4 separate regions of the Oryctolagus cuniculus genome follow, and all the other regions are linked to region 1. A link is a contact called in public Hi-C and Micro-C data. All regions are on one chromosome and are shown on one strand. The core of a region is the stretch at or near the end of the contact, and the rest is flanking DNA. Distances in the headings are between cores, read along the strand shown. Region 1 holds the start of SFR1 (SWI5 dependent homologous recombination repair protein 1). Region 2 holds the start of STN1 (STN1 subunit of CST complex). Region 3 holds the start of CFAP58 (cilia and flagella associated protein 58). Region 4 holds the start of SLK (STE20 like kinase).

Region 1 (7,421 bases), core at 2,086-4,585:
ACAAGTACTTGGGACATCTACTTACTTCACTGGAACATTATCAGGGAGCCAGATCAGAAGCAAAGCAGCCACAACTCAAACCTGGCTCCAATATGGGATGCAAGCATTGAAAGCAGTGGCTCAACACGCTGTGCCACAACACTGGCCCCTGAAGATGGATTTCTACTTCTGAAATTACTTTCCTGAAATGTATGTAAAAACAAAAAATTGGGGGCAGGTGCTGTGGCACAAGGGTTAAAGCCCTGGCCTGAAGTGCCAGCATCCCTTATGGGCGCCGGTTCTAGTCCCGGCTACTCCTCTTCTGATCCAGCTCCCTGCTGTGGCCTGGGGTAGTGGTAGAGGATGGCCCGGGTCCTTGGACCCCTGCACCCACGTGGGAGACCCCAAGGAAGCTCCTGGCTCCTGGTTTCGGATTGGCGCAGCTCTGGCCGTTGCGGACATCTGGGGAGTGAACCAGCAATGGCAGACCTTTCTCTCTCTGTCTCTACCTCTCTGTAACTCTTTCAAATAAATAAAATAAATCTTAAAAAAAATTGTTAAAAATTCCTCTTACCTTCGATCTATACATTTTGACTAATTTTAGCCTCCGAAGAAGGTCCTCTTTTTCCTGAACCTGCTTCACCAATTTTGCTCTTTCTTCCTTCAGTCCTTGTATAGGAAGATTCTCCTTCATGAAGTCATTTTGGAGAACACTGCATGACCCTGTATCAAGTGAGGTAGCTTCACATGCACTGACGTTCTGGAATGTATTTTTCAAATGCGTACTTTCTTCAAGTTCACTGTCTATGCGTTTAAAACTTTCTTGAAATTCCAAACAGTTTTCTTCTGTGGCAGAGGGTGGCTTCTCTGACAAGTTCTGATCATTTTCTTCATTGTCAACTTTAAGACGTTTTACCACACTGTAACAGGAATTAAATGAAAATCTTGTTTTCCTTAATCTTTCTCTAAGTGTTGCACTCATAGGCTGAAAGGAGAACAAAATATTAAAAATGTTAACCAAGTCTTCATGTAAAGAAATGTGCTAGAAATAAAAGCCTTACATTTCTATAGTAGACACCACTAGGGGGCTTTCTGTCTCCACATATCTAAAGTAACCATCACAAAATGTCTTTAATTTCCAGAAGTTCCATTAATTTTCCTCTCTACCTCAGCCAGGTCAACACCCTTCTAAAGTCATCCCAATAATCAAACTTCTCTCAGCATCTAGCCCATACCTCCTGCTACACCAGATGCTATAGGATAGCAGACTGAGGAAAGACCCACTGCCACCAAAGTCCTTCACCGTGATAATACCGCAGATCCAGACTTCCTCACTTTGGAGTGTTGCAATAATCTAATCCGAAACTAAATGAATTGGCTCAGTATGCAAATCTGGAAGGGGCTGGTCACACACTGTATCTTAGAAGAAACTAAATGACTATTTAACAAAATATCTGCACGTTAATGAACAATCTTTGGAGTTAAACCCCGCCGATACTTAAGACTGAATAAGATCTCCGTACTTGTTTTCCTGAGCTCCTTGCAAGGGAAGATGGCGGATTCGCACAGGCCTGTGGGGTGCTAGGTGCAATCACCGCTGAGTCTGATGGGCTTTCCATCTTGAAAATGAAATCTTGGGTTACCTCTAGAACCAGAAAAAGTAATTATGAAATGGGACTCAAAATAACCATACCTTTCTAAAGTCCTCCATTTTTATCCAAGTATTTCTTTATTGGGCCAGCAGTTTTTTGTTTTTTGTTTTTTCTTCTAATTTGTTAGTTAATTCTCGCTATTTTTGGAGTTTTTCACTTACCTTCCCACACAAGGACAACTAGTTTTTTCATGACAAATTAACCTACTAGTATCTCATAGAAACGAGACTTGTTAGCCATGAAGTATCTTCCAAGTCTCCATTACGGGGGCAAGGGAGAATAACAACTTTAGATAGTGATTCTTTCGTTGTGACAGCTTCATAATTAAGAGACATGGCCTAAGTGGGCTCAAAAGGCATAATCGGACCTGAACTTGTCAATCATCCCGAACCCTAAAAGCCGCTTGACTAGAACCAGGCGTTAAGAAACAAGAAAATATAAAGAAAAAAAAAAATCACGCCTGTCTGCACTTTCAGAGTAAAAGCGAACAGACACTGAAGAGGGAAGTCGACTGAAGCTGTCCCTTCCAACTCGGTGGGGTAGAACCAGAGAGGCGGCCACTCCCCTTTCCCCCATGCAGGGAGCCCGCCGGCCCTCCAGACACCCCAGGCCTGAGGGAGGGTCGAGGGCCCCCGACTGCGGAAAGGAACCTCTACCTGGCTTTTCAGCAAGCCCCCGAAGCCCAGCACTCAGACACCCCCCTGGGCCGAAGCACGCTACCGCCCTCCGCCAACCCCACAGCATTCAAACACCGCGCGGAGCCGCGGCCGTCAGCCGATGCAGCTCCAAGGGGCGGGGCCGCACGGGAGCGGAAGAGACTCCTGATTGGCTAGATTGATGCGCGCGAATCCGCGTGTCCGGAGACCCCTAGAGCGCGCGACCGCGAGCTTCCGCCAGGGAAGGTCATGTGGCGGGGCGGGGCCGAGTCGCGTGATTGGCAAGGTTGACGGGAACGCGCTGCCTCGCCCCGCCCGGCGTCCGGTCTGGCTCCGGAGTCGGGCTGAGAGCTTCGGGAGTAACTCATGGATCCTGAGGGGGCGCGCTGGCGTCCGCGGCGGCCCTTCCCGCTTCCTTGTTTCTGTGCGTCTGTGAAGTGCGCTCGCTTGTGTCCCCAGCTTCCGTTCTCCAGGCTCCAGCCCGTCTGGTCTGCGCTCACCTCAGCAAAGACTGTTTTCAGACGTGGCGGGGCCGAACGCCGCCCGGCTGGCTAGGAACTCAAGTCACAACTCTCAAGACCACGGAAGAGCAGCGTTGGGTTCCAGCCCTTGGGGAACAGGCTTGAGAGAAATCGACCCAGGGGTGCCGACACAGTCGGCCGAGCGGATCCCTAGCCCTCTGCTGCCACAAACTCGGTTTTCCAAGTTTTTTTAAATTCAAATATGAAGGGAGAGGAAGGCCAGCGCCACTTGTGGCGCAGTACAGGAAGCGCAATGCCCTATCCAGAACTCCGACGCTTCAGACAGAAGTGGCCGCGGCCGAGCGCAGGCCGAAAACCCCCTCGGCTTCCGGTGTGGCGCGGCTGTTGCTAGGCAACGGCGCCCGCCGCTCCGGGTGGGGCAGCCGAGCCGGCGCGGCGCTGAGCGACTTCTGACTCACGTGGAATCCGGGAAGTGTCCGGGCGGTGCGCTCAGTCCTCTTACGGAAGGGCCGTTGTAAACGGTGACACCGTCTCAACGACGTGATAAAAATGGCCCGGAAATAGCCAAAAGGAAATTTGAATCCTAAGCAAGCCAAGTATAAATAAAGAGCCCAAAGACAATCTAATGCAGTGATTAGCGGACGTAACCGCCCAAGTCACATTGTCGAACTCCACATCCCGGCGCTGTATTCTGTGTGCTTTCTACTGTGGTGTCCGTGTGCCTCGGTTTCCTGATCTGAAAATCGGGACAATTCCTGCCTCCTAGAGACTGGAGGATTAAATGGGAGCTCAGGAGAGGCAGCCACAGCAGTGCCAGGTAACTAAGAAGCGCTCACTGTTCTTTCATACGTGCAAATGCATTAATTAACCATCCCCAAACTGATTTAAAGGACTGCGTTACGTGAACTTTCATCCCTTTACTTAACTCTGCCCCCCAAAACAGAGATTTAAAAAATAAAGATGCCGTGATCTGTAAGATCCCACACGATTTAAACCATAAGTAGAAAACTTGCACATATAATTTATAGTATGTTATACCTCTAAATTTTTCAAAAATTATATAAATAGGGGCTGGTACTGTGGCGTATGGGTAAAGCCGCTGTCTGCAATGCCGGCATCCCATATGGGCACTGGTTCGAGTCCCGGACACTCCACTGCAGATCCAGCTGTCTGCTGTGGCCTGGAAAAGCAGTGGAAGATGGCCCAAGTCCTTGGGCCCCTGCACCACTTGGGAGACCTGGAAGGAGCTCCTGGCTCCTGGCTTCCGACCGGTGCAGCTCTGACCATTGCAGCCAATTGGCAATTGGGGAGTGAACCAGCAGATGGAAGAACTCGCTCTCGCCCTCTCTCTCTCTCTGCTTCTCCTTCTCTCTCTAACTCTTTCAAATAAATAAAAATCTTTAAAAATTATATAAATGTACAAAGTGAAAGCAAGAACTCATGCTGTTGTGATACAGTTATTCATCCCCCCAAGCTACAGGTCTCAAGTCTGTGCAATTATTTCTCCCTTCACTTATCCACTGGCACCAATTAGTCTCACTGCAAAACAGAACAGAATGATTTGTCCTGACACTGGCAGCACAATGCAGACTCTGCATGTTCTCTATTCCTCGAGGCATAAGGGTGAGTTGTTTTTATGAGTCCCTAAAACCAGCTGCTTTTATCATTACAACCTAACCGAGGGCTGTGTTTTTGCTGGCTGCATAAAGCAAAACAACAGCTTGCCTTGCAGATGTTCTGACTTGCTTTGTTATGTGAACTGGTACATCAAAATGGGGCTATTGGGCCAGATTTTAGAAGAATTTCAGAACAAATACTCAAAAGAACTTGTGTTTCAGAAATGTGCCTTTGTTGACCTACATCTCTGAATTTGATGAGTTGTTAGGATATACCCTCAATCCTCATAAATATGTTTGTATTTTACTTACTCTGATCACATATCAAATTAGAAACTCACCTTCTGCTTTCAGTTTGGTGTAAGAAATCTACAATATAGCTCCTATACTTTTTTAAAAAATATTTATTATTTATGTATTTTGAAAGGCAGAGTTACAGAAAGGCAGAGGCCAAGAGAGGTCTTCCATCTGCTGGTTCACTCCCCAAATGGCTGCAATAGCCTGAGCTGGGCCAACCCAAAGCCAGGAGCCAGGAGCTTCCTCTGGGTCTCCCACACAGTTGCAGGGGCCCAAGGACTTGGGCCATCTTCCACTGCTTTCCCAGGCCATAGCAGAGAGCTGGATCAGAAGAGGAGCAGCCAGGTCTCAAACCAGTACCCATATGGGATGCTGGCACTGCAGAGAGCAGCTTTACCCACTAATCTACAGCGCTGGTACTTTTCATTGTACCTTTAGATAAAGCCTAACACACACTTCCTTGTATTTAGGGACCTGGCATCTATAAACCTTGAAAGAGTTTGGTGTTTCTGACACAGGATGTTGTATGTTTCTCCTCATAATTTTCAGTACTACCACAGTGAGCCCAAAAGCAAAGATTCCTTACTCTCCCAGAAAAACTAATTTGAGCAATAGAATTCAATGATAGTAGTACTTCATATCAACCTCAGTCAGACTTTATGGGTATCTTTTTAAATTTATTCAATACCCAGGGTTACTGTTGGCCACATGTTACTCATCGGGGAGTGGTAAATACTGCTTCCCTTCTTGTCTGTGATGACTGTTGGTGGGATGATGATGTAGACTTAAAAATCCTTATGAGGGTTTTTTTTTAATTATTCTTTTTCAATGGCAAGAAAAAGGTTAGTGAATAGCCTCCCTCACCCCCATTTTTCAACACACACGTCACATACACACACACACACTTTTAAGCCACAAGTAAAATTACTGTTTTGGTAGATTAATTTTTTTTGAATTCTTGATTTAGGATGATTTTTTAATCTGCATCTCAGAATGATCTAAATTCCAGTCCATAGATTTTTCTGTATTGATGAAAATTTTGGCTCATATAGCTAGTATCCGCAGGTATTTTTTAAACAAATGTATAAATATAAACTCCTAAAACTAGGATTAAAATCCACTTGGGTGAGGAATCTCCATGTGTAAATCTGTGTAAATCTCCACGATTAAGTTGATTTATAATTTTCATTAAAACAAACCAACTGAATTTTTTTTATAAATGTATTTCTCTCTTTTTTATTTTTTATTTATTTATTTTTTGACAGGCAGAGTGGACAGTGAGAGAGAGAGACAGAGAGAAAGGTCTTCCTTTTGCCGTTGGTTCACCCTCCAATGGCCACCGCGGCTGGCGCGCTGCAACCCCCCCCCCCCCCCCCCCCCCCGGCGCACCACGCCGATCCAATGGCAGGAGCCAGGTACTTCTCCTGGTCTCCCATGGGGTGCAGGGCCCAAGCACTTGGGCCATCCTCCACTGCACTCCCGGGCCACAGCAGAGAGCTGGCCTGGAAGAGGGGCAACAGGGACAGAATCCGGCACCCCGACCGGGACTAGAACCCGGTGTGCCACCGCCACAAGGCGGAGGATTAGCCTAGTGAGCCGCGGCGCTGGCCACCAACTGAATTTAATACAAATTTTTGACACTCAGAAGAAAATCTAAATTTTTTAAACATTCAATATTTCTATGACATTGTATATAAACAGATTGTCTTAAAAAACTCTTTCTCTTGCCATGAATTCAAGTCATGTCTTATAGACCTATATATTATAAAGAGGTGTTCAATGTTTTGTTATTTCATAAATTTCCCTTTGAGAACAGTTGACAAACTATTTCTGTTCCTTTCTTTGTAACCTAACCATCTCATATAGAACTCCAAAATGTGTAATTGCTTCACAACTGATGAAGACTTTGTTACCAAAGGGTAACCTTTGTGGGTTAACTGATTAATATTGTTGAGCCAAGTTAAGCAGAAGAGAATTTAATTTTCAACCCCAAAATGAGAGTCTTTGACTTAGCCGATTCATATGCCTGAGAGATTGTCTGAGTACGATGGTTACTTAGGACATGGAGGTTTGGGGAAGGCCAGTATCATTAGTGCAATAAAACCTTTCCTTCTCCAGGAAATTGAAAATTTATATAAAAACTAATATCCACTGGACAAGAACCCAAAGAGCTCCCTCCCTTCGCCTGAAGTTCCTGTCCTTTTATTCTACCAGATCTGGAAGTTTGTCAAATCCATTAAAGACTAGAGAAGCAAAAGTGTCTGTGATTCACTGCTCTAGCTGGGTGTGTTCCCTTGGAGAAGAATGGAGTGATTCAGGTTAGATTAATAACGGTGAGAGAAGAGATAGGGTGTGTGGAGGTGGGTGGTGGCATAGGAGTTAGTTTGGGAAAAGGTAATGGAAAGAAAAGTACTGCTCACGGCCACATCCTTCTCAGATGCTTTATTAACTCAGAAATGTCACTCCTCTGTTCATTTGGAGAAGAAAAGGCATTAGATGTCAGCAAATCCTTAAGCAACAGAACATGTCTTATAATCATCTTTGACCACCTTGAAGTTTGAGAGATAACAACCCCCAAGCTAATTCCACAGTATTGAAATCTGTTTGAAGTGCCGGCAAACACAACTCCGTTTTCTACCCTTGCCTCTCATTACTGTTTCAGTCCTGAGGGTGTAAAATGTTTCCTTTTGGTGATGTTTTTTCAGATGGAGCAGCAAGAATGTCTGACGATGCCAAGAA
Region 2 (7,421 bases), core at 3,482-5,981, 240 kb after region 1:
CTCCCGGTTCTCGCCACACCTTCTGCTCACAGAGCAAACACTTTCAATCTCCAGATGGAGAATGACTGTTTTTTCCAATCCATTTCTGAACTGTCCTAGCGTTCAGTCCTTTGCCCTTTATTTTAGAGCCACCTCATTCCTCCTGATCCAATACGAAGCTGCTGGTAACTAAAAGTCTGACTATCAGGGACTTCCCGTCACGGCTGAATGAGGAGCTCAGCAATTTATCTCCCCCAAACGTAACCCTAAATCTGGACAAAGTCGACTAACACAACCACTTGAGCACCCTGAGGATAGATCAGAGATACACATGAAAAGCAGCTATGCTTGAACAACGACTTCACTTCACGCATGAACAATGGGAGTCCCTGGCACTCTGGTCCAGGGCTGCTCCCATTCCTCTTGCCGCCTGCTGCTTGTTTGATGCCGATGTTCTATTGAGTCAGGGCAGGTTGTATCAGCAGCATCTCAACCCCCTTCAAAGGGGCTCACTCCTTTGGGACTGCCTATGCCTCCATGGAGGAAGGAAGAGCAGCGGAAGTAATAATGACATGGGGTTTCATAATTATTGCTTTATACAATCCTGTGCCTTTGAAAGAAGTTAAGACAAGAAACGGGGAATAAAATTACTCTTAATTCTTTTTTGAAACCCCATGTCGTTCGGCAATGCGGCTCACTAGGCTAATCCTCCGCCTTGCGGCGCTGGCACACCGGGTTCTAGTCCCGGTCAGGGCACCGGATTCTGTCCCGGTTGCCCCTCTTCCAGGCCAGCTCTCTGCTATGGCCCGGGAGTGCAGTGGAGGATGGCCCAAGTACTTGGGCCCTGCACCAGCATGGGAGACCAGGATAAGCACCTGGCTCCTGCCATCAGATCAGCGTGGTGCGCCGGCCGCGGCGGCCATTGGAGGGTGAACCAACGGCAAAGGAAGACCTTTCTCTCTGTCTCTCTCACTGTCCACTCTGCCTGTCAAAAAAAACAAAAACAAAAACAAAAACAAAAACAAAAAAAAAACATGTCATTACTCACCCAGAGCCTCTTTTCCTTCTGCATACCCAGCATACAGTACTTTCTTATGTGCATCCAACATGTAGAGAACAGTTGATTTTTGTAATTAATTAGTAAATGAATAACATCCCAAGCAGAGTGAGAGCAGTAAAAGAGAATATTGCATATTCTAGAAACTATAAATTGTTCCAAAAACCTCCAGTTGTATTTCCCAAATTGAATTCCATAATATGTTAATAGTCTGGTGCTCAAATGTTATGCATCCCATTCCTTTCTTAAGATATTCTCAGGACACAGGGCTGGTGTTGTGGTGTAGGAGGGAAAGCTGCCCCCTGCTATGTTGGCATCCATTTGGGCATAGGTTCAAGTCCTGGTTGCTCCACTTCTTATCCAGCTCCCTGCTAAATGGCCTGGGAAAAGCAGCAGAATATAGCCCCAGTGCTTGGGCCCCTGCCACGCATGTGGAAGACCCAGAAGAAGCTCCTGGGTGCTGGCTTCAGCCTGGCCCAGCCTTGGACCATTGAGGTCATTTGGAGAGTGAACCAGCAGATGGAAGATCTCTCTCTCTCTCTCTGTAACTCTGCCTTTCAAATAAATAAATAAATCTTTTATAAAAAAAAGGATATTCTCGGTACACATTACTGTGTTTAAATCCATATAATGGGCTTCAATCCAAACTTCTTTGGCCAGACTTTCATCAACATCTTGAGGAAGTGGTCCTCAGAAGAGTGATGAGATACTGGCCTGGAGTCTAGGCAAGATTTGAGGGAGTTGGGGGAGATGAGCCTGGAGAAGTAGATTGTGGCCAGGCCAGAGGGAGCTGGTTTGAAATGCAAGGATTTTGAATTTTACTTTACTAATTACAGAAAACTATTGAAATATGTTAGACAAAAGAGTAACATTGTCTAATTCACATTAAAGTTTTTATTTATTTATCTATTCCAGATGTAGAGACAGAGAGGTATCTCATCTGCTAGTTCACTCCCCAGATGCCCATAAAAATGCCCATAACCTGGGCAGAAGTTAGGAGTCAGGAACACAATCCAGGTCTCTCCCATAGATGGCCAGGAAGCATCTATTTGGGCCATCACCTACTGCCTCCTGGGGTCTGCCCTAGCAGGAAGCTGGAACTGGGCACTGACAGAGCACTCTAACCCCAGTACTCTGACCTAGACATATTAACCTCCAGGCCAAACACCAGCCCCTAATTTGCATTTCACAAGGGTCATCCTGACAGCAGTGTAGACAGTAAGTTGGAGGGAGGACAGGCTGGAAGCAGAGGAACTGGTTAGAAGGCAGTGTCAGTGATCCAGGCAATTGGAGTGGCTCAGGAACAGGGAGAAGGGACTAAATTAAGAAAACATATTTAGGAAGCAAACTGCCAGGTATTCACTACTGAGTGTGTCTCGGGGTGAGAGAGAGGGAGGTGCCCTTGAAACCCTCGACTTCTCTGACTTGGACAACTGACAGTGGTAATGACTTCCATAGCGACGTTCCAGTAGTGACCTTTATGAGATACCCGTTCAATTTCCTCGCTTTCCAGGGAAACTTGCTAAAATCTTAACTTTCTGGAAAAGATCATCTACTCTGTCCGAAAGGCCTGAGAGACCAAGTTGCTTCACATGGAGAAGCCGTAGCAAGTGTCGCTCGCATTAAGTGCTGAGTTTTGAGATATCTGCTGGGCAGCGCGGTGGAATCCCAAGCTGAAGAGCCTGGCCGTGGGGCTGCAGGCTTCAGAAGGGCCTAGCCTTGCACCCAGGCAGGAGCCTGGCGGGGAAGGAGGCTGAGAGGAAGAGGAGCCTCTAAACTCCCCTAAATGCTTCTGCTGTCTGAAGTTCTGTTCACACCTCACCTCGGGTTTCAGCTGTAAATGACGCCTTCAGGTTTGAGTTTCAGATCAAAAGAATCCCCCGTAGACTCCTGGGAGTCCTCCCTTTTCTATGAAAGATGACATCAGAGGCTTGTGCCCTGCTGACATCACCTGGGAGACGGCCCCTCCTCCACCTCGGCTGCAGGAAGCTGGAGTCCCCAGGCTCTGCTCTCCAGCCTGGTACCCCTGGAAGCCCTGAGAGTCTTTCCTGAAGACAGCTCAGGCTCTGAGCACGCCCAGTGGGGACTTTCTTCTTGGGTTCCACCCTGAAGCAGATGTAGGCAGTCAGGAAAACGTCACCCAACCTGTCTCTCCCCCACCTGACAGGTGTGCCAGAAACACCTGTCCTGCTGGGCTGTGTCCTTGAAGAGAGCCTGCCTCTGGTCAGAGAGAGGTCTTCTGACAAACTCTTACCCTCCACGGGCCCAATACAGTGGAATTGGGACTGTCCATTACCTAGGACTCTGGTTTTTTAGCTTCTTAGGTTGTTCAGGGAGGTAATTAAATACCCTGGTTCTAATGACACATAGTTTCCATTCTAGCTACTTAAAGTTCCTTCTCTGATAAATAGTTTAGCAATGAGCTCTGGTGACCACTGGCCTCCTCAGGGTGACCAGACTCCTGCCACTGTTTGAGACCACTTTTAAAGTTGTCAGGGTCTTGGGGATGGTGCTGTGACTTAGCTGGTAAAGCTGTCACCTACAGTGCTAGCATCTTCCACTGCTTTCTCAGGCTATAGCAGCGAGCTGGATCGGAAGTGGAACAGCCAGGAGCCCATATGAGATCCTGGCACTGCAGGTGGTGGCTTTACCTGCTATGCCACAGCGCCGGCCCCTGCAGATGCTCTTTTCTTCAGGTCTCTCTCACACAAACATAGGCTAATTTCCAGCTTCCTAGCAAACAATTGCATGTGAATTAGGAAGAATTCTTCTTTTAAAAAATATTTTTTTATTTGAAAGGCATTGTTACAGAAGCAGAGGCAGAGAGGGCGATGTCTCCCATCTACTGGTTCACTTCCCAAATGACCACAACGGCCAGAGCTGGGCGATCCAAAGCCAGGAGCCTGAAGCTTCTTCCAGATCTTCCACGTGGGTGCTGGGGCCCAAGGACTTGGGCCATCTTCTACTGCTTTCCCAGGCCGTGGCAGAGAGCTAGATCGGAAATGGAGCAGCTGGGACTTGAATCTGTGGCACCCATATAGGATGCCGGCACTGCAGGCGGCTGCTTTAGCCGGCCCCAGGAAGAACTCTTGCCATCCCCAATAATGTCACCATGTACGCGCGGGTGTGGAGCAAAGTTTATCTTTTCTCGGCTTAAATTCGGACTGCTAGGGGCCAGGCACCATGAGGGCGGCCATGCCTTGCTTTTCAAAGTTCTTCATGGGTGCAGCAGTCCAGACGGCGGACCGAGTAAGGAATGAGACAAACTGTATTAGGATGATCTCGCACAGGCTTGTTTGGGGCAGAGCATGACCTCAGCTTCATTGGAGGGCTCAAATTTAGATACCGATACTATCTCCACTGTGTCAGCGGATCCTCTGACAACAGTAAGCAAACAGTTAACCTACAGCACAACGCAATCCTGCTTTGGGCGCTGCGTTTTGTTGTTCTTTTAATATGTGAGGAAGTAAAACAAACAGATCTTGTCCCACCCTCTGGGAGATCCGGGTTCAGAATCCCGCCACTAGCGCGGGGGCGGGGTAAAAGGGACAATGGCAGGGAGGAGCTGGGCCTGCCGGAATTTCGGGGGTGGCTTTGGGGCCCCGGAGACTTCGGACCCGAGAGTGGGCTCAGGCCAGGCCGGGGGCGGGGCCTCAGGCGGCCCGAGTCAATCCTCCACCGCGCAGCCCCGCCGCCGCCACCCGGAGCAGAGCGCAAGGCGGGGCCGCGGCGCAGTGGGCGGGGCCGCGGCGCAGTGGGCGGGGCCGTCGCAAGGCCCCGGCTGCAGGAAGGAAGTTGGCGGGCCGGGAGAGCAGGTTGGTCCCGCGGAGAGGGCGGTGTGGGGCCGGAACCCTAGGTTCGACCTCGGCCATCTGCTCGCGCGCCGGAAGGGCGGGGCCCCGGCGTCCCAGGCTGCTGCGGGCGGCGGCGCGGAGGCGTTAGGAAGTGCTACCGCGGGCCCGCTTTTTGTTTCCTTTTTTTTTTTTTTCTCCCCTCATCTCCAAAAGCGGATGGTGCAAGGGCAGGGAGACGACCTGATCCACCTACTGTTCCCCAAGACAGTGGCTAGGCGGGTTTCCATTCCTCCCTGGACCCCTCCCATTAAAGTGGGTTCAGGGTACGTTTGTATGGACGATTCTCCCCTATGAGGAATCATGGGGTTTAGCCGGTTTGAAGTGGGAGAGCCCTGAAGGAGCCCGGGGGTCCACCCACGAGGAACGCCTTTTCCATGCCCCTTGGCATGCAGCCTGACAGATCTGGGAACCCAGAGTTGAGCCCACCCCCATCCTTTTCCCTACCCCCACCCCCGAGTCGGGATGCTGGCCTGTGAACAGCTTCCGGCCCTGTTGGCCCTGTTAGTTTCGCCCACGTTAGACGCCTTGCTTTCTGTGTCGCCTAGGTCCTAGGCCCACGGCCGTAGAGCCTTTTGGGGAAGCTGGATGCCTCAGCCCAGCCCGATGCAGTCTGAATCCAGCCCGTGTGAAGAGGAGACCCCTGCCCTCCTGTGGGGTTTGGATCCTGTGTTTCTGGCCTTTGCAAAGCTCTACGTCAGGGATATCCTGGCTATGAAGGAGTCCCGCCAAGTGCCAGGTATGTGGCTGGTCAGCCTGAGGAATGTCTTGGGCTGCAGACGCAAGACCTCTTTCTGCCCCAACGCTGCGGGCAGCTGGAGTCGAGGGCCTTTCAGGAGAGCCTTCCCTGACACAGGCTTTGGATATAATCTAGCCTGGACCCTCGAATGAGATCATCTCTCTGCCATTAAAAAAAAAAAGAATAGATGCTTGGGGTCTTTGTACGGAGGAATATTTTCCTATGTATTCAGGGTCTTTCGGATTTAAAACTGCTCAGTTTTTCTCTGGGCCTATGCCAGGCGTTGATTGTAGGCCTGGCCCCTTAACTCACAGTGGCCCTGACCTGACCTGGCATGTGACTCACCTTCTGTAAAGCTTAGGTTTCTTTGCAAAGATGGGGATTAACCCTGCCCGATTTTCTAGCTGGGTTGTTTTTGTTCTGAGTTAGAATCAGAACAAGGTAAGGTCACTGCAGGGAAGGATACCATGTCTTGTGTCTTGTTTACTTTTGTAATTGCAGTCCATTTTTGTTTGTTTGTTTTTTGTTTTGACAGGCAGAGTGGACAGAGAGAGAGACAGAGAGAGAAAGGTCTTCCTTTTGCCATTAGTTCACCCTCCAATGGCCACCGTGGCCGGCACACCGTGGCCGGCACACCACGCTGATCCGAAGGCAGGAGCCAGGTGCTTCTCCTGGTCTCCCATAGGGTGCAGGGCCCAAGCACTTGGGCCATCCTCCACTGCACTCCCGGGCCATAGCAGAGAGCTGGCCTGGAAGAGGGGCAACCGGGACAGAATCCGGTGCCCCGACCGGGACTAGAACCTGGTGTGCTGGTGCCGCAAGACGGAGGATTAGCCTATTGAGCCGTGGCGCTGGCCAATTGCAGTCCATTGTAATTCTAGTGCCTGATATAGAGTGGGCCTTTAGGATTGGCGACACCATTTCTTGTATCCCAACACTTGGGTTTCTTTCTTTCCCTCCCTTCTTCCCTTTCTTCCTTCCTTCCTTCCTTGAAAGTCCGAGTTACACAGAGAGGGGAGAGGCAGAAAGAGAGAGAGAGGTCTTCCATTTGCTGGTTCACGCCCCAGTTGGCTGGAGCTGTGCCTATCTGAAGCCAGGCGCCAGGAGCTTCTTCTGGGTGTCCCATGCTGGTGCCATCTTCTGTCGCTTTCCCAGACCATAGCAGAGAACGAGATAGGAAGAGGAGCAGCCGGGACCAAACCAGCGTTCGTATGGGATGCCGGACTGCAGGCGGTGACTTTACTCGCTACGCCACAGTGCTGGCCCCAACACTTGGGTTCTTTACAGAGCTTCAGCTTCAGACTCCAGCTTCTTGCTGTGCAGACTCTGGGAGTCACCAGTGATGGCTCAAGTAATTGGGGTCCCTGCCACCCATGCAGGAGTTGTGGATTAAGTTCCCAGCCCTCTGCTTCACCCTGTGAGGGCATATAGGGAAGGAACCAGTGGATGAAAGCACCCCCTTTCTTCTCAAAAGAAAAGTAATAGAAGATGGGGCTGGCGCTGTGGTGTAGTGGGAAAGGCGCCGCCTGCAGTGCCAGCATCCCATATGGGCGCTGGTTCAAGTCCCAGCTGCTCCACTTCTGATCCAGCTCTCTGCAATGGCCTGGGAAAGCAGTGGAAGATGTCCCAAGTGCTTGGGCCCCTGCACCCACATGGGAGACCTGGAAGAAGCTCCTGGCTCCTGGCTTTGGATTGGCACAGCTCGGGCCATTGTGGCCAACTGAGGAGTGAACCAGCAAATGGAAGACCTCTCTCTCTCTCTCTTTGCTTCTCCTTCTCTCTCTGTGTAACTCTG
Region 3 (7,421 bases), core at 1,301-3,800, 220 kb before region 1:
CTTCCTGACTAAAAGCAGATCCTTGCAAAGACCACAATGTAGCAATTCCACGAAGAAGGAAAAACTCACATTAAGGAAATATGGTGATGCTGCTGCTCTGTTCTTCCCCCTTGTTGATGCTAACATGAGCACACACAACAATTTATCACAACAATGTTCTCAGTTCCATTCCTGCAACTGGCATTAATGTCAACACTTGATCACCAGTCTAATGATTTGTTTGCAAACCAGGTTTTCCCTATACACCTGACGCTTAGCACAGGAATGGAAGAACATCAAAGAAAGGAAAGTTCGAAAGAAACTTTGATGAGCAAAATAAACTTCTTCATAGTATCATTAAAAAGTATACTTATCGGGCCGACGCCACAGCTCACTAGGCTAATCCTCCACCTTGCGGCGCCGGCACACCGGGTTCTAGTCCCGGTCGGGGCACTGGATCCTGTCCGGTTGCCCCTCTTCCAGGCCAGCTCTCTGCTGTGGCCAGGGAGTGCAGTGGAGGATGGCCCAAGTGCTTGGGCCCTGCACTCCATGGGAGACCAGGAGAAGCACCTGGCTCCTGCCTTCGGATCAGCGCAATGTGCTGGCCGCAGCGCGCTGGCCGCGGCGGCCATTGGAGGGTGAACCAACGGCAAAGGAAGACCTTTCTGTCTGTCTCTCTCTCTCACTGTCCACTCCGCCTGTCAAAAAAAAAAAGTATACTTATCATTAAAAAGTATACTAAGAGTAAAGAAAAAATAATCTCTTCTTTGTGACCAATAAACAGTTGGCCTCTACACTGTTACAGCATATAATGGTATCTATCTTCGAAGCATAGTATCAACATGAAGTGATCAAAGAGAACCTGCCACACTCCTTCCTTCATTCATCACCTATCCATTATTTGCTATGTGCCAGGCACGGAAAACAGCTGCAAAATGTGATGGGGCCAGAATGGAAACAGAGAAGCACGAAAGGAGGGGTATGGAAAAGTTGGCTTAGGTCCAGTGAGAAAAAAAATAGAAGAGGGGGGAAAAAACAAGAGGAAATAATAAAAGGAATGGGAAATAATTAGTTCACAGCATTGGTATTTGGGGCTTATATATGCACAATGAAGAAGAAGAAAATAAACCAAGATGACTAGTGGGAAGGAAGAGGAGAAACACTCTCAAAAGGAAATAATGGAAAATAAAGGCAAACAGGAAGCTGCAAGAGGAGCATACTGGGAAGGAAAGAGACCAGGTGAATGACGTATGGGCAGAAGCAATGTGGCCTCGGCAATAAGGATGTCAGACAGAAATGCAAGGGGTGGGACCCAGAGAATGTGCGGGGTGGGGGTTTGAAAGATATTATGACAAGGAAAGGAGGATGCTGTTGACCACAAGCAGATGGAGTGTACAAAGGTGGACTGGAAATACGGGAGATGGCACATGATGGAGATGTAGGTGGTAAAGAGGGGACAAGAGAAGCGGTTAGAGGGGAGTGAGGGCATGATGGTGCTGAGAGGAGGGACAAGGCCTGGCTTAATGGGTGTGGGACCTACTCTGTTGCAAAGGGTTCCTGCTCAGAAGACCCCACCCTTGGTTGAATGCTCATCTCTCCAGTATTGAAAGTCTTAATTTTTAAACAAGAGGCACTGTGCTTTTATTTTGCACCAGGTTACCAAATCATGTCACTGGTCCTGGCTGTGACTGTGTGATGGGTGAAGTGGAGAAGAGCTTTGATGAGTGATGAAGGATTTGGGGAAGGCCATGGTGGGTGCAGGCTGTGACTGGCAAGTGATGACAAGGACCTAAGGCTGCTGAGATTATAAATGAGGGAGCTAATGGGCAGGCAGGAGGTCACTGAAGGGTCATAGAAATGATCTCCCCTCTGTGAGGCTGAAGACGCAGTGTGCTATAATATGGGGGAGTAAACAGAGGCTACAAGATGTTAACACAGGGGTCAGTGACAACACAGGGCAGCGGCTGAAGGGCCTTCCTGAAGACATGTGACAGCATAGGGATCAGGGTGTGACAGGGGGGTCAAGAGTAGGTGAATGGGGGTCTGGGCATTTGTGAAGCCTTCTCCAGGTCCGCAAGTCAGGTGAGACATCGTCGGTATTTCTGTGTGCCTCTCTCTTATGACACCACCTTTTGCCTAAAACACGTCAGGCATGGGTCTGTGAACTCCCGAATTTCCTACCGCTTTAGGCACAGCCCCACTTTAATAGTGGGTGCGGAGTGTGTCCACACCACTGAAGGCAGGACGGGAGGTAGAGGGCCAGGGCCAACAGAGAAAGACAGGGGAGGTAAAGGTGCAGGCAGAGATAGGCTGTTGATGAAGGATCAGAATCACTGTGACAGGAACGATGGGTCGAGCAAGAAACGACAGGGAAGGGCGCCGACTCCTGACCTCGGCCATCTTGACGCTCTCTGGGGCGGCCTCAGGGGCTGCTGTGGAGACCGCAGACACTGGGCCGGAGTCTGGAGAAGGGGCTGTGCTCTCTCCTCAGGGTCTAAAACAGCGACACGTTATCCCCATGGCCGGCTCAGGGCCGGAATCCGGCGCTCGGCGCGTCCTCTCGTCGCCTGGCAACTGCCACGCCCACTAGGGGCGCGCGCGGACGTTCGAGAGGGGCGGGGGCTCGGAGGCGGATATGCAAATATAACCCGGAGGGGGCGGTGCCTCTGGGAGGCTGGGAGGAGTCCAAGGTGTGCGCGTCAGTCAGAGAGGGCGAAGGGGAAGAGGCCCCCGAGGAAAAGGACGGTGGGGAACCCAGCAGGAAGAGCAGGGACTAACGCTGGGGAGGAAACGCGGACTGGAGAGTTCCGGATGAGGCTTGTGACGAGAAGCGAAGGGGATTCGACCCTTACGAAGCAGCTACTGCGTGAGACGTGAGGGGAAAGAAGGGCGAGCAGACACAGCCCCTGCCTTCCCTCCTTATGAAGTTCAGGGGCAGTGGTGAGAAAACCATAGGGCAGAACCCGAGACACGCCGCCCTCTGGGAAAATGTGTGTGCAGCCACGCAGTCTCGCTCAAGTATCTCCCTTCTGTGTGGGACGCCTCTTCCACTACGCCTTCCCCTCCTCTCGCTTCCACACTCCCTCCGCTTCCTCCTGCTTTGGACTTGGGGTTCAGATTTGAAGCCCTTAAACTCTGACTCATGAAAGGGACAAGAGCCCTCTCTGATTTTTTTTTTCCCCTCGATCCCCAACGCTCATCTTCAACGACATAGCTATTGTGCTTCGGTGTCTATTTTTTTTTTTTTAAGATTTATTCAAATAGAATGACAGAGAGGTAGAGAGAGAGGTCTTCCATCCGCTGGTTCACTCCCCAGATGGCCGCAACGGCCAGAGCTGCGCCCATCCTAAGCCAGGAGCCAGGAGCTTCTTCCTGGTCTCTCACGTGGGTGAAGAGGCCCAAGGACTTGGGCCATCTTCCACTGCTTTCCCAGGCCATAGCAGAGAGCTGGATCAGAAGAGGAGCAGCCGGGACTCGAACTGGCTCCCATACGGGATGCCGGCGCTTCAGGCCAGGGCTTTAACCCGCTGCGCCACAATGCTGGCTCCTTGGGTATCTATTTTTAATGGATAACATTTTTACAGTACTTCTTTAATAATTTAATAATAATAGTTGGAGCCTAGAGATTACCTTGTTTTCTGCTCGTTCCACTCAATATTCTTTTTAAGGATCTCTCCTTGTTGCTGTTGGTGTGGTAATCCCAGTGCCTGGTTTCTGATGCTGGGCAGCCACATTTTGCTCCCATTCCATCCTTTCCTCAAGCGTCATCTACGTTAGATAACAAGACTGACTCTGATACTCCTGTACCACAAACAGTGCAGCCATGGCCATCATTGTCAGTGGTCCCTATGGACGAATAATTGAGTCTTTCTCAATCTCAAAGCATAAAAATATTCTCCATCATTTTTTTCTTTTAGCTTTATAGTTTTACTTTTTCATATTCTGTTCTCCAGTCCATCTGGATTCGCACCTTTATATATGGTGTGAGATAGGGATCCTATTGCATTGCTGTCCAAGGAGTGAGCTATTTTTCCAGCATCCTATATTAAACAATCCATTTTTCCTAAATGGTTTGGGAAAGGTGCCAAATGTAAACGGGTATTTCTTAGCTCTCTAACTTGTTTCTGTGCCAGTACCACAACATTATTACTGTAATTTTGTAGTCAAGTCACTCTGATTGAAAGGCAAGTTTCCTCCCTACCCCCCAACCACCACCTTCTACTATGCCAAAATTGTTTGGCTCTTCGTGAACTATAATGCTCCCAAATAACTTTAAAAATGTTTCTCAAGTTCCTCATGGAAAAATTTCATTGAAAGTGCATTGCACTGATTATTTAAGAAAATGGACATCTATACAATGACATCTCATCCATGATCCAAGACTGTGTATCCAGTAGGCAAACCAAGAAAATGTGGCTGAGTTGTAATGGAGCATGGAGGTAGTCAGAAATGTGGCGGATGAACCAGAGGGGTGAGATGAACCAAATGATGAGCCACATTCATAGAAACATGGTAGAGATAAGCAAGCAATATAACTTGGGCTGCTCTGAGTGTTTACAGGAAATCTGATCACACCCTGGAAACATCAGTTTCTGGAGTCACCATGACCCAGAGAGACTCCACAACCTTCCTGAAGGTCTCTAACAACAGAAAAAGACCTAGGGGGCCCCGTCACCCATCTCTCGTATAGCATAACGTATTGGGCTATGCATCTCCATGAGTTCTAGGAATCTCCTAAAGGGTCATAAGCCGATGTTCTGCAAGGTTCCCTACCAACAGGCTCAAGGCTGACCACAGGAACCACCAAGGTGATGAAGGCAGAGTCACTGTCCTCTGCATTCACATTCTGGCATTGGGAGAAAGACAGAAATTACAATTATCTCTCAAAATATGATGGAATCATTTAGTACATTCCATGTCCATAGAAAGTACTGTGGGGACTCATGCAATCTAGATACTGATATTGAGAGCAGTACTTACAATATAGGGAAAGAAAGACCTGAACATAGACAAGCAGGGATCCTCAAGGCTGAGAAGCCACGTGACACATTCAACTCACAGGAAGGGATGCAGGTGGGCACCAATATGGATCAAAGAAAGGATGAAAGGATGAGTGATTGGGCAAACCCATTTATGCAGATGAAACAAATTGTTTGATTTCTAAGTCTCCAGTTTCTGGAAGACTATTCAGTCATCACCCTGCTCCCTGTGTTGTCGTAAGTAAAAGCATCACTAGGTGGCATCATACTACCAAAAGTCCTCCCTTTCAGTACCTCCAGGACAATCATGCCCACCAAGACAAATAAAAGGGCTTCTAGTCACCTCATTTTTCACACCCACTTGATCCATTTATTGAGCACCTACTTGATGCCCAGCCCCATGCTGCAGACCATAGAAAGAGAATACAAAAGGAGTTGGAAGATAGGTTCTCCTCCCTGAAGGATCATAAGGGAAACATGCATGTCACCTCTCCCCCATAAAACGTGTTTGAAGACAATCTGAGTCATGATGCAGTGAACACTGAAATGGATGCCAGGACATAAAGTCCTATGGAATCGGACCCTTCTGACCTTCTGGGACCTTCTCCCATCTCTCCTGGTTATCACAGGTGTCTTTTTTTATATATGAAATCTTAGATTATAACCCCTGATGGCATTAATTCACACTTGGGAGTAGCATTTGAGTGGGTTTTTTTCAGCTTTTTTATTTTTTATTTATTTATTTATTTTTTGACAGGCAGAGTGGACAGTGAGAGAGAGAGAGACAGAGAGAAAGGTCTTCCTTTGCCGTTGGTTCACCCTCCAATGGCCGCCATGGCTGGCGCGCTGCGGCCGGCACACTACGCTGATCCGAAGGCAGGAGCCAGGTGCTTCTCCTGGTCTCCCATGGGGTGCAGGGCCCAAGCACTTGGGCCATCCTCCACTGCACTCCCTGGCCACAGCAGGGAGCTGGCCTGGAAGAGGGGCAACCGGGACAGAATCCGGCGCCCTGACTGGGACTAGAACCCGGTGTGCCAGCGCCGCAAGGCAGAGGATTAGCCTAGTGAGCCGCGGTGCCGGCCCCACAGGTGTCTTATTTCTTAAATATGTCACATTCCTTCTCATGGCCTGGAATTCACGCTGCTGATCTCTGGAAAACAGGACCCTCCCTCTTTACCTGAATGATTCCCATCCATCCCTTCTTCGGATCTGACTTCCTCAGGGCAGTCTTTTCTAACAAATCGCCCAACACCAGTCCACCTTTTCAAGTGCTATCTGTGCTACCTCTTGGTCCATCCCACAATAGTAACAAGTGATCCATTCATGTAAACTGTAAGTGCTGGTTTAATACCTGCCTTCCTTACCAGGCTGTCAAACAACAAAGGGACAAAGATCACATATGTTTTGTTTGCCCTGTCTCCTCCGGTGTCATGGATTGTATTGTATCTTCCCAAAACTGAAATGTAGAAGCCCTAAAGCCTCCTCCTTCATACCTCACAATTTAGCTAAAGAAGTAGTGCCTTTAAAGAGGTGATTACCTTAAAATAGGGCCAAGGGGTGGATTCAAGCTAAAATGACTGGTATCCTTGTAAGAAATAGAAATCTGGACACACAAAGAGACACTAGGAATTTGTGCACACAGAGGAAAGACAGAGAGAAAGCAGCCATCTACAAGGCAAGAAGCGAGGACTCAGGAGAAATCAAACCTGCCAGTGTCTTGTTCTTGGGCTTTCAGCTTGCAGAATTGTGAAGGAATAGATGTCTGTTGTGTAAACCACCCAGTCTGTGGTACTCTGTTAGAACAGCTCTGGTAAACTAATGGAACTATTTGGATGAGCTCTAAAATAAGGAAGACCAGCATATTAGGGAAATGAACATGGTAGACAAGGCTCTTGAGCCTGGCCTTAAATGATACATATGAGTTAGAGACATGGGAGAAAATAAAATCAAAGAATGGGAATAAGGCTGGGCAGATAGATAGCAAGGCAAGAATGCCAAACTCCTGCTACAGAGAGAGTGATGTCCTTTTCAGGGACTAACGGTCACCAATGTTGAGAAGAGAGCAAGTCTTGGAAGCACAACACAAAAGTGACTGCAAACTCATGGATCAGGGCCAACCAAGGACACACCCCCGTATTCTGTTAAATCACTCAAATAGGCAATCATGAGCTGTGACCGCTGCAACGCTCCTGTTGAAGCCTGAACATAACTGTCTTTTATTCCTGTTCTCCTTGGACTACTAAGCTGTATGCCTTAAGTCATAAGAGCATTACTTGCACGGTAATACTCTTCTCTTCAACAGCACCCAGGGAGCGCGTGAAATAAACAGCAACACTGACTTGCAGCCCTGCATGTAAATTCCCAGCCTGCAATGCAAAGTATCAGTGCCCTAAAGGACACCTGCTCCTCTGATGGGTCGGAGTGGGCTTGGAGGCCATGCAGGGGGAGCTACACAATCTGCTG
Region 4 (7,421 bases), core at 1,863-4,362, 190 kb after region 1:
ATAACTTTTCCCCACATAGAAAGAAGTCAGTAACTTTATAATTTCTAGGGAATCTTGAAAAGCAAAAATTTAGAGGCAAAGTTTTTAGGCCCAAATAGGTCAGATAAGTATAAAGTTTAAGTTTTCTTTTAAAAAAATTTTTTACACTCTATTCCTTAGAAGCCTGGAGTAATGAAATGAAAAAAGATGCAAGGAACTCAGATTCTTGAAATATCATCCTAAAACACAGTCAGTAAGCCCACAGAAATTATCCCTGAAACAATTAGTGTTTAACCACATGAAGTTGTTAATTTTCAGAAAACTTTCCATTTTTACCATAGACATTAACTTTGCAGAAACGGTCACTACAGAATAAACCACAGAAGTACTGATAGCTCACACAACCTGCCCCTGCCATGGGAAACTAAGGAAATGGTTTCCTGTTTAGTACCTTTTCCTGTCCCATCCCATATTTTACTTCTATGAATTCCAAATGTTAACAGTAACGTCTACCACTTATTAAGCCCTTTCTGTGTGACTTATATTTATTATCTCCTTTAATCCTAACATACTGAGTGGCAGGCCTTACTGATGAGGACAGTCAGGCATAGAACTTGTCAGTAACCTGCCCAAGGTCACACACTACTATGGAGAGAGGGAGCCGAGAAATGTTGACTCAAGAGCCACTGCCCTTAATACTCAGCTGTTTATATTTGATAAAACAACATATTTGCACCATGAAAACATGAAATCACCTGCTGCTTTCAAACTACAGGATGCCAGATGCCTTGAGGATTTGTTTTGCCTTTCCCAGCTAACTGCATACTCACGGAACGTTAATAGGTTAAGGGGTCTAAACAAACATTTAGGAAAACTTGGAACTTCACAGCCAAGAAAACAAAGGGGCAGAGAAGCTAAGTGACAGCCAACACTAACACACAACTCGACTCCCAGAAGAGATCTTCGCTCTGCACTAAAAGCCCTTCCTACACACATCTCACACAGTAAGCTCTTGCTGAAACCATACCCAGCCGTCCACCCAAACACTGAGGCCCACTTTGCAGACATGAACTTCAATAGCATTCACATGAGAACAATCTTGCACTTCAACAGAGATATGCTATGTGCTAAGGCAATGGTTAAACCCAGATGAACATCATAATGCTTTCGTTACAGAAATACAAACACACTAACTATAATGCGACAATTATGAACAATGTGTCTTGAAAGCACATAGAGAGGAGAGCGCATAAGGAACAAGATGCATTTGTGGCAGAGTAAAGTCAAAGGTAATGCTGCTTACAAAGCAAGGAAAATGCTGCCACTTCTACCAATTGATGTTAAAGTAAAAATATATATATAAATGAAGTCAGAAGATCTGAGTTCAAGTCAAAACTTGACTTGTATGAATAACTTGTTAATCTCAGTGTCCTCAGATGTGAAAGGTGGCTACTACTACTGACCTGTCCACCTCACCAGATTTTTGGAAAAGTCAATTACCTGAAAGTACTTAACAAACGGCAAACTTCCTATAAAAAAAAAACCAAGTTACTTATTTATGTTTTCACTTCTAGGCAACACTGTTGGTCCTTCCCCTAAACTGTGTCTCATAAAAGCCTTACCCTTCAAGATGAAAATATTCCAATGACATCACTCAAATGCTCCTTAGCAGACAGTAAACGGTTCACATGAATGCCTTCAGGTTAAAATGCCAAATCTTTCTATAGAAATAATATGTATACATACAATGCTTTATCCTTAGGCTTTGGTATTGACATCTAGTCAAAGCTTACTATAATTATATTTAGAAACTAGCACCAGATGCAAGTTTTCTCTTCTGGAAATTTTCTAAGAGATTCCATTCCATTTTATGCGATGTTGTCAAGCAACCACTCAAGGACAGACCAAGTAGCTATCACCTGGCTCTGATCCCAGGAGATGGGCTATATACTAGCTATAGCTACAGCCTAATGTATGCCCTGGACCCTAAAAAGAGAAATGCAAACAGGAACCAAACAAAAATCCACTAAAAAAGGTAACGAGTGTCCCACTGTAAGATCATTGGAGGCCCATGGCCAGACCCCTCCTGTAAATTACGGAACTCTCATTTCCTTGGAGTTTGACAGAGAAGCAGGAATAACCCGGTCCCCTCGATAAACTCCATCCAAGCCCCATTCTGTTGAATCCTTAAGCCCCCGGTCTAAGCGACTCCTTGGATGGTCGGCTAAAGAAAGTTCCAGCGCCTGGCCGCGAAGTCAAAAAGGAGGCAGGAAAGGGTCGCCGCAGCGTGAAGCCCCCGTGCCCCTGGGCCAGCGGCTGCTCTATCTCCCAGGCCACTTCCCGTCGTCTCCCTCTTACCTTGTACACTTTCCCGAAGGCTCCGTCGCCCAGCTCGCCTATGATTTCCCAAAACTCCTCGGGGTTCAGGTCCCTCTTCACGTGCTCGTACTGCTTCTTCTTCTTCTCGCTCCCCAACTTGAAGATCTTACGGAAATTGAAGAAGGACATTTTTCCTCCCCCACAGAGTTCCTTGCACTTAAGGACTAGAAACAACAATAAAAGGCAAAGTTTCTCCGCCTCCTTCTCCGCGCGAGCCCGGCGGACGGGCGGCGGCGCGGGGTCTCCGGCTCCCGCGGCTCCGGCCGGGCCGTCCCCGGAGAGGGCGGGGCAGCGCCCGGGGCTCCGGCCCGCGGCGAGGGGGGGCGCCCTGCGCCGAGCCCGGCTCGCCCGCCCGCCCGCCGCGCGATGGGGCGCCTGGCCCCCGGCCGGCCCGCGGGGGCTGCACCTGTGCGGACGCCCGTCCACCCGGTCCCGGCCCGGCCCGACGGCGCCCGGCGGGTCTGCACGCCCGCAGCCGCGGCGGCTTAGGCCCGTGTCACGACGAGTCTCCAGGGGCGGCGGCCACTCGGGGCGAGGGAAGCGGCCGGCAGCCGCTGAGACGAGCGCGCGAGAGGCCAAGCTCCCCGGCCGCGGGCAGCGAGCCTCGGGCCTCCTTCGCAGCCGTCTCTATTCCTGCGGCGCGAGGCCCGCGCGTCCCCTCAGCTCTGGGGCGCCGCCACCTCCGCCTCGCTCCCTCCCCAGCCCACACAGCCGCGGCCTGGAGCGCGCGCCGACGCCGACGCCGACTCCGCAGCGTGCCCGCGCGTTCCCCCGCCGCGCGCCCGCGCAGGGGCGGCCCCTTGAGCCCCGCGCACGCGCGTTGGCCCGCGCAGGCTGGCGGCGCCGAAGTGTTGGTGAGCCGAGTGCGGCGGGCCCTGGTTCCCTGCGGTCCCCCGAGGCGGGCCCGGCGCTGGCCCTGCGAACCCCGAATCCTCGTCAGCCTCTGGCTTTGTTCGTAGTGGCCCCCGCGTTGCGACGCTGGCGGATGTTGCCTCGGTGCTGGATGTGGGAAAAACTGTCAAGAATGAAAGCTCAGGCTTCCTGAGTGGAGCCGGGAAGTGGGCTTTGTTTTTAGCTCTTAAATTGATTCCAGAGGATAGTGAGAGGAGAGTGTGGGTGGCGCTGTGAGCCTTGGCTTGGGAGCCGGAGCCCTGTGGCCTGGAGCAGGTGACGCCCCCTTGCCTCAGTTTCCTCACGGCGCCTGCCTGGAGGTGGCAGCGAGGGCTCAGTGAGGCACCGGCACAAGCTCGTGGTCTCACAGCTGACACGGACCTAGAACAGTTGCTCGAGCCCACTGCTCCAGGGATGTCTGGGGGGGCTCTCCGCCGCCCGCCGGATGGCACGTCCAGCCTGGGACGGTGCTGCCCGGCTGGGGCCGTACCGGCATCGTCTGCAATCGGCCAGAAGGTGACCTGCCCTCCTCGCCTCCGGTCGCACTTTCGGGGCAGTGGCTGCTTGTTCAGCAAGGTGACCGAGTCGCGGGAGACGTCCTGGCGTGGGAGAGGCAGACGGGTCTGGCTGATGCGTGAGTGGAGGTATCCAGCAAGGCAGGGTTGCTGCTGTTTATATAATACCCACCTACCACCCCTCCCCGACCATTTTACCCTCCAGCCCCTACATGTTACAGCAAAACCCCTCTTCCAGGAGGAAGCTTAATATGATTCGGTTTCTCATGATCCTTCTACTTTTTAAGTTTTTATTAAGGTATAATTGATATACAATAGGCTGTACATTTGTGCACACACGTGAAAGCAATATTAATCTGCTTTAATTGGTATCATTTATGAAGAAAATAGAGAAATGCAAAAAAGAAATCAAATACAAGAGTAGTGGAATTCCACCGTCCAGAGGTAGCCATTGGAAAGAGTTCATTAAATTTCCAAACAGGTTTTTTTGGCCATGCTTTTTTTTTTTACATGAATGAGATTACTTTTCAGATTCCAGTACAATTAGTAATTATTCTCTCTTGCATCATGAGATATTTATAATCTTTATTTTAAATAAAACATTAATAAATATCTTTGCATACAAAATCCTTTTATACATGCTTGATTATTTCCTTGAGATAAATCACCAGAAAGAGATTTGGGCCAAAGGGTGTATGTCTGTTTCCTTTTTTGTTCTTTTCAAAATAGAAAAGACTACTATGTTCTCATGTTGAAAGATTGTGTATCAGGACTGGTGCTGTGGCACAACAGGTTAAGCCATCATTTGCAGCACCAGCACCCCATATGGGCACTGCTTTGAGACCCAATTATTCCATTTCTGATCAAGCTTCTTGCTAATGTGCCCAGGAAAGCAGCGGAAAATGACTCAAGTCCTTGGGTCCCAGCACCCACAAGGGAAACCCAGATGACATTCCTGGTTCCTGACTTCAGCCTGGCCCAGCCCTGGTCATTGGGCCATTTGGGGAGTGAACCAGCAGATGGGAGATCTTTCTCCTCGACTTTCAAATAAATGGATAAATCTTAAAAAAAAAAAAAAAAAAAGATTGTGTATCATTGTTGTTAATAATTCAGATACAGGAATTACAAACTCAGAAACTGTAATTTTCCTCTCCTGCCTTGCCCCCACTCAAATTCACCCCCAACCTAACCATTGTTAATAGTCAGGCCTGTACAATGGACATGTTTATGACATTGATGATTTCATGAATGAATACCATTTCCAAACGCATCAAACTGTATGCAAGAAATATAGACAGCTGTCTGTATATCAACCCTGCTTAGAGTTGTCATTAAGTCACTAGCAGTAGCCAGCATTATAGGGCAGTGGTTAAGCTACCACCTGGGATATCAGGACCAGTCTCCTGTATGAGTGCCAGCTCAAATCCAAGTTCCTCCACTTCTGATCTAGCTCCCTGCTACTGTGCCCAGAGAAAGCAGTGGAAGATGATGCAAGTACCTGGACCCCTGCCACCTACCTGGGAGAACAGGATGGAGTTCCTGGCTGCTGGCTCCCAGCTGCAGCCTGGCTCAGCCATAGCTATTGAAGCTGATGTGAGTGAATCAGTGGATGGAAGATCTCTCTCTCTCTCTCTTTCTCTGTAACTCTGCCTTTCAAAATAAATAAATCTTATTTTTAAAAAGTCACTAGCAAGGCACAGTTAAATTGATACCATTAATAAATAGTCTCAGCTTTTTTCATATATTATGGAAACAAATGAATCTCAGAAAAGGTTCCCCTTTTAATAAAATAATAAATTTGGCATCATTCTTAGGCATTTAAAATTAACAGAAAAGTGATCTCTGTTAAACAAAGGAGTGGGAATAAGAGAGGGAGGAGATATATAGGTCGGCACATGCTCACTCAGACTTACCTCCAATGGTGGAACTAGAAATGTGCCAGGGGATTTCAACTCAATCTTACCAAGGAGGCAGGTACCAATGCCAGCGCACTTGGTAAAGTGATAAGTATAAATACACAACCGATCAAAAAGATAGGGTAAGTGTTGAAGAGATTTCACAAATAAGACCAGTGTAAGCAAATAATGAAGGATAGAATTAAAAGGGAGAGAATGATCCTGCGGGGGAAGCAGGACACACAGCAGACTCATAGAATGGCAAACGCCCAAAACAGCACTTGGCCTCAGAATCAACCCTTGGGACATTTGGATCTAGCTAAAAGATCCATAAGAGTCTCACAGGCATGGGAAGCCATGACATGGTGGCAAAAAACAATCTAAATGAAAGATCCTGGTGAACAAGACCCCAGCAGAAGGAATAGGCCATCAAGGAGGGAGTCACCTTTCTCTGAAGGGAGGAAGGAACCTCCACTGTGATACGGCCTTGACTAAACAAATTCAGAGTTGGTGAACTCAAGGGACTTCCACAGCCTAGACAGCTCATAGCAAGAGCCTCGGGTGATGGCTGACATCATAAATAAGAGTGCCAATTGTTAAATCAACAACGGGAGTCACTGAGTACAGGCTCCCCACGTAGGATCTCTGTCCTTAATGTGTTTTACTATGAAACTTAAAAACAACACTACTAGTCGAACAATACCCTATACCTTGTGCGGTTGTGTGAGGGCAGCCTGTTGAAATCCTTGCTTAGTATATACTAAGTTGATCTTCAGTATATGAAGGTAATTGAAAATGAAACTCGATGAAGGGTGGGATGGGAGAGGGAGTGGGAGAGGGGAGGGCCGCAGGAGGGAGGGAGGTTGGGGGGGGGGCCACAACAATACAAAAGTTGCACTTTGTAAATTCACATTTATTAAATAATATATATATAAAGTGGAAAAAATAATAAATTTGGCAAAAAAATTAACCCTATGAGTACAAGGGAAAATTGGGGGGTAATAAAAAATTCTGAAAATGGATTGTGGTGATGGTTGTACAACTGTAAGAACTCACTAAAAATCATTGGATTGTAATTTACAAGGGTGAATTTTATGGAATGTAAATTGTACCTCAATAAATATTTTAAAGCTAAGCTTTTCCATGTATAAAATTTTTTAAAAAATAAAAATGGGAACTGGCATTTGGCATCACCATTTGGATACCACTTGGGATTCCCACATCCCATATCCTGTTGCCTCTGGCTGCCTATTCCAGCTTCCTGCCAGTGCACACCCCCTGGGAAGTGGCAGATGAAGGCTCAAGTACTTGGGACCCTGCCATCCCCATGGGAAACCTGAATTGAGTTCCAGATACCTGGCAAATGCCTGACCAAGCCCCAGCCTTTATGGGATTTGGGGAGTAAACTGGCAGATGGAAAATCTCTCCATGTCTGTTTTTCTGTCTCTGCCTTTTGAATGATTTTTTAAATTTTAATTAAAAATAAAAAGGAACAGAGTGGATAGTGAGAGAGAGAGAGACAGAGAGAAAGGTCTTCCTTTTGCCGTTGGTTCACCCTCCAATGGCTGCCATGGCTGGCGCGCTGCAGTCAACGCACCACGCTGATCCGAAGGCAGGAGCCAGGTGCTTCTCCTGGTCTCCCATGGGGTGCAGGGCCCAAGCACTTGGGCCATCCTCCACTGCACTCCCTGGCCACAGCAGAGAGCTGGCCTGGAAGAGGGGCAACCAGGACAGAATCCGGCGCCCCGACCGGGACTAGAAC

The links. Hi-C and Micro-C count contacts between places; a contact is called where the count stands out from the background.
Region 2: a contact with region 1 is called in a Micro-C map of ear pinna, with 6 times the contacts expected there. The contact joins the promoter of STN1 here to the promoter of SFR1 in region 1. A contact is called at or near these places in 2 of 6 Hi-C or Micro-C datasets (ear pinna and an unstated tissue).
Region 3: a Hi-C map of an unstated tissue shows a contact between it and region 1, with 4 times the contacts expected there. The contact joins the promoter of CFAP58 here to the promoter of SFR1 in region 1. A contact is called at or near these places in 3 of 6 Hi-C or Micro-C datasets (ear pinna, psoas muscle and an unstated tissue).
Region 4: a contact with region 1 is called in a Micro-C map of ear pinna, with 7 times the contacts expected there. The contact joins the promoter of SLK here to the promoter of SFR1 in region 1. A contact is called at or near these places in 2 of 6 Hi-C or Micro-C datasets (ear pinna and an unstated tissue).

What each region holds. Positions count from the first base shown.
Region 1 is chr15:25,895,229-25,902,649 of mOryCun1.1, forward strand. It overlaps SFR1 (SWI5 dependent homologous recombination repair protein 1), which reads right to left and starts at 3,336. Exons shown (of 4, transcript XM_008270482.4): 1 at 2,788-3,336; 2 at 1,503-1,624; 3 at 554-964. The coding sequence starts at 1,598.
Region 2 is chr15:26,136,578-26,143,998 of mOryCun1.1, forward strand. It overlaps STN1 (STN1 subunit of CST complex), which reads left to right and starts at 4,732. Exons shown (of 10, transcript XM_008270474.4): 1 at 4,732-4,851; 2 at 5,436-5,626. The coding sequence starts at 5,476.
Region 3 is chr15:25,672,617-25,680,037 of mOryCun1.1, forward strand. CFAP58 (cilia and flagella associated protein 58) reads right to left here and starts at 2,551. Exons shown (of 18, transcript XM_008270490.4): 1 at 2,371-2,551. The coding sequence starts at 2,379.
Region 4 is chr15:26,087,412-26,094,832 of mOryCun1.1, forward strand. It overlaps SLK (STE20 like kinase), which reads right to left and starts at 3,113. Exons shown (of 19, transcript XM_002718721.5): 1 at 2,338-3,113. The coding sequence starts at 2,487.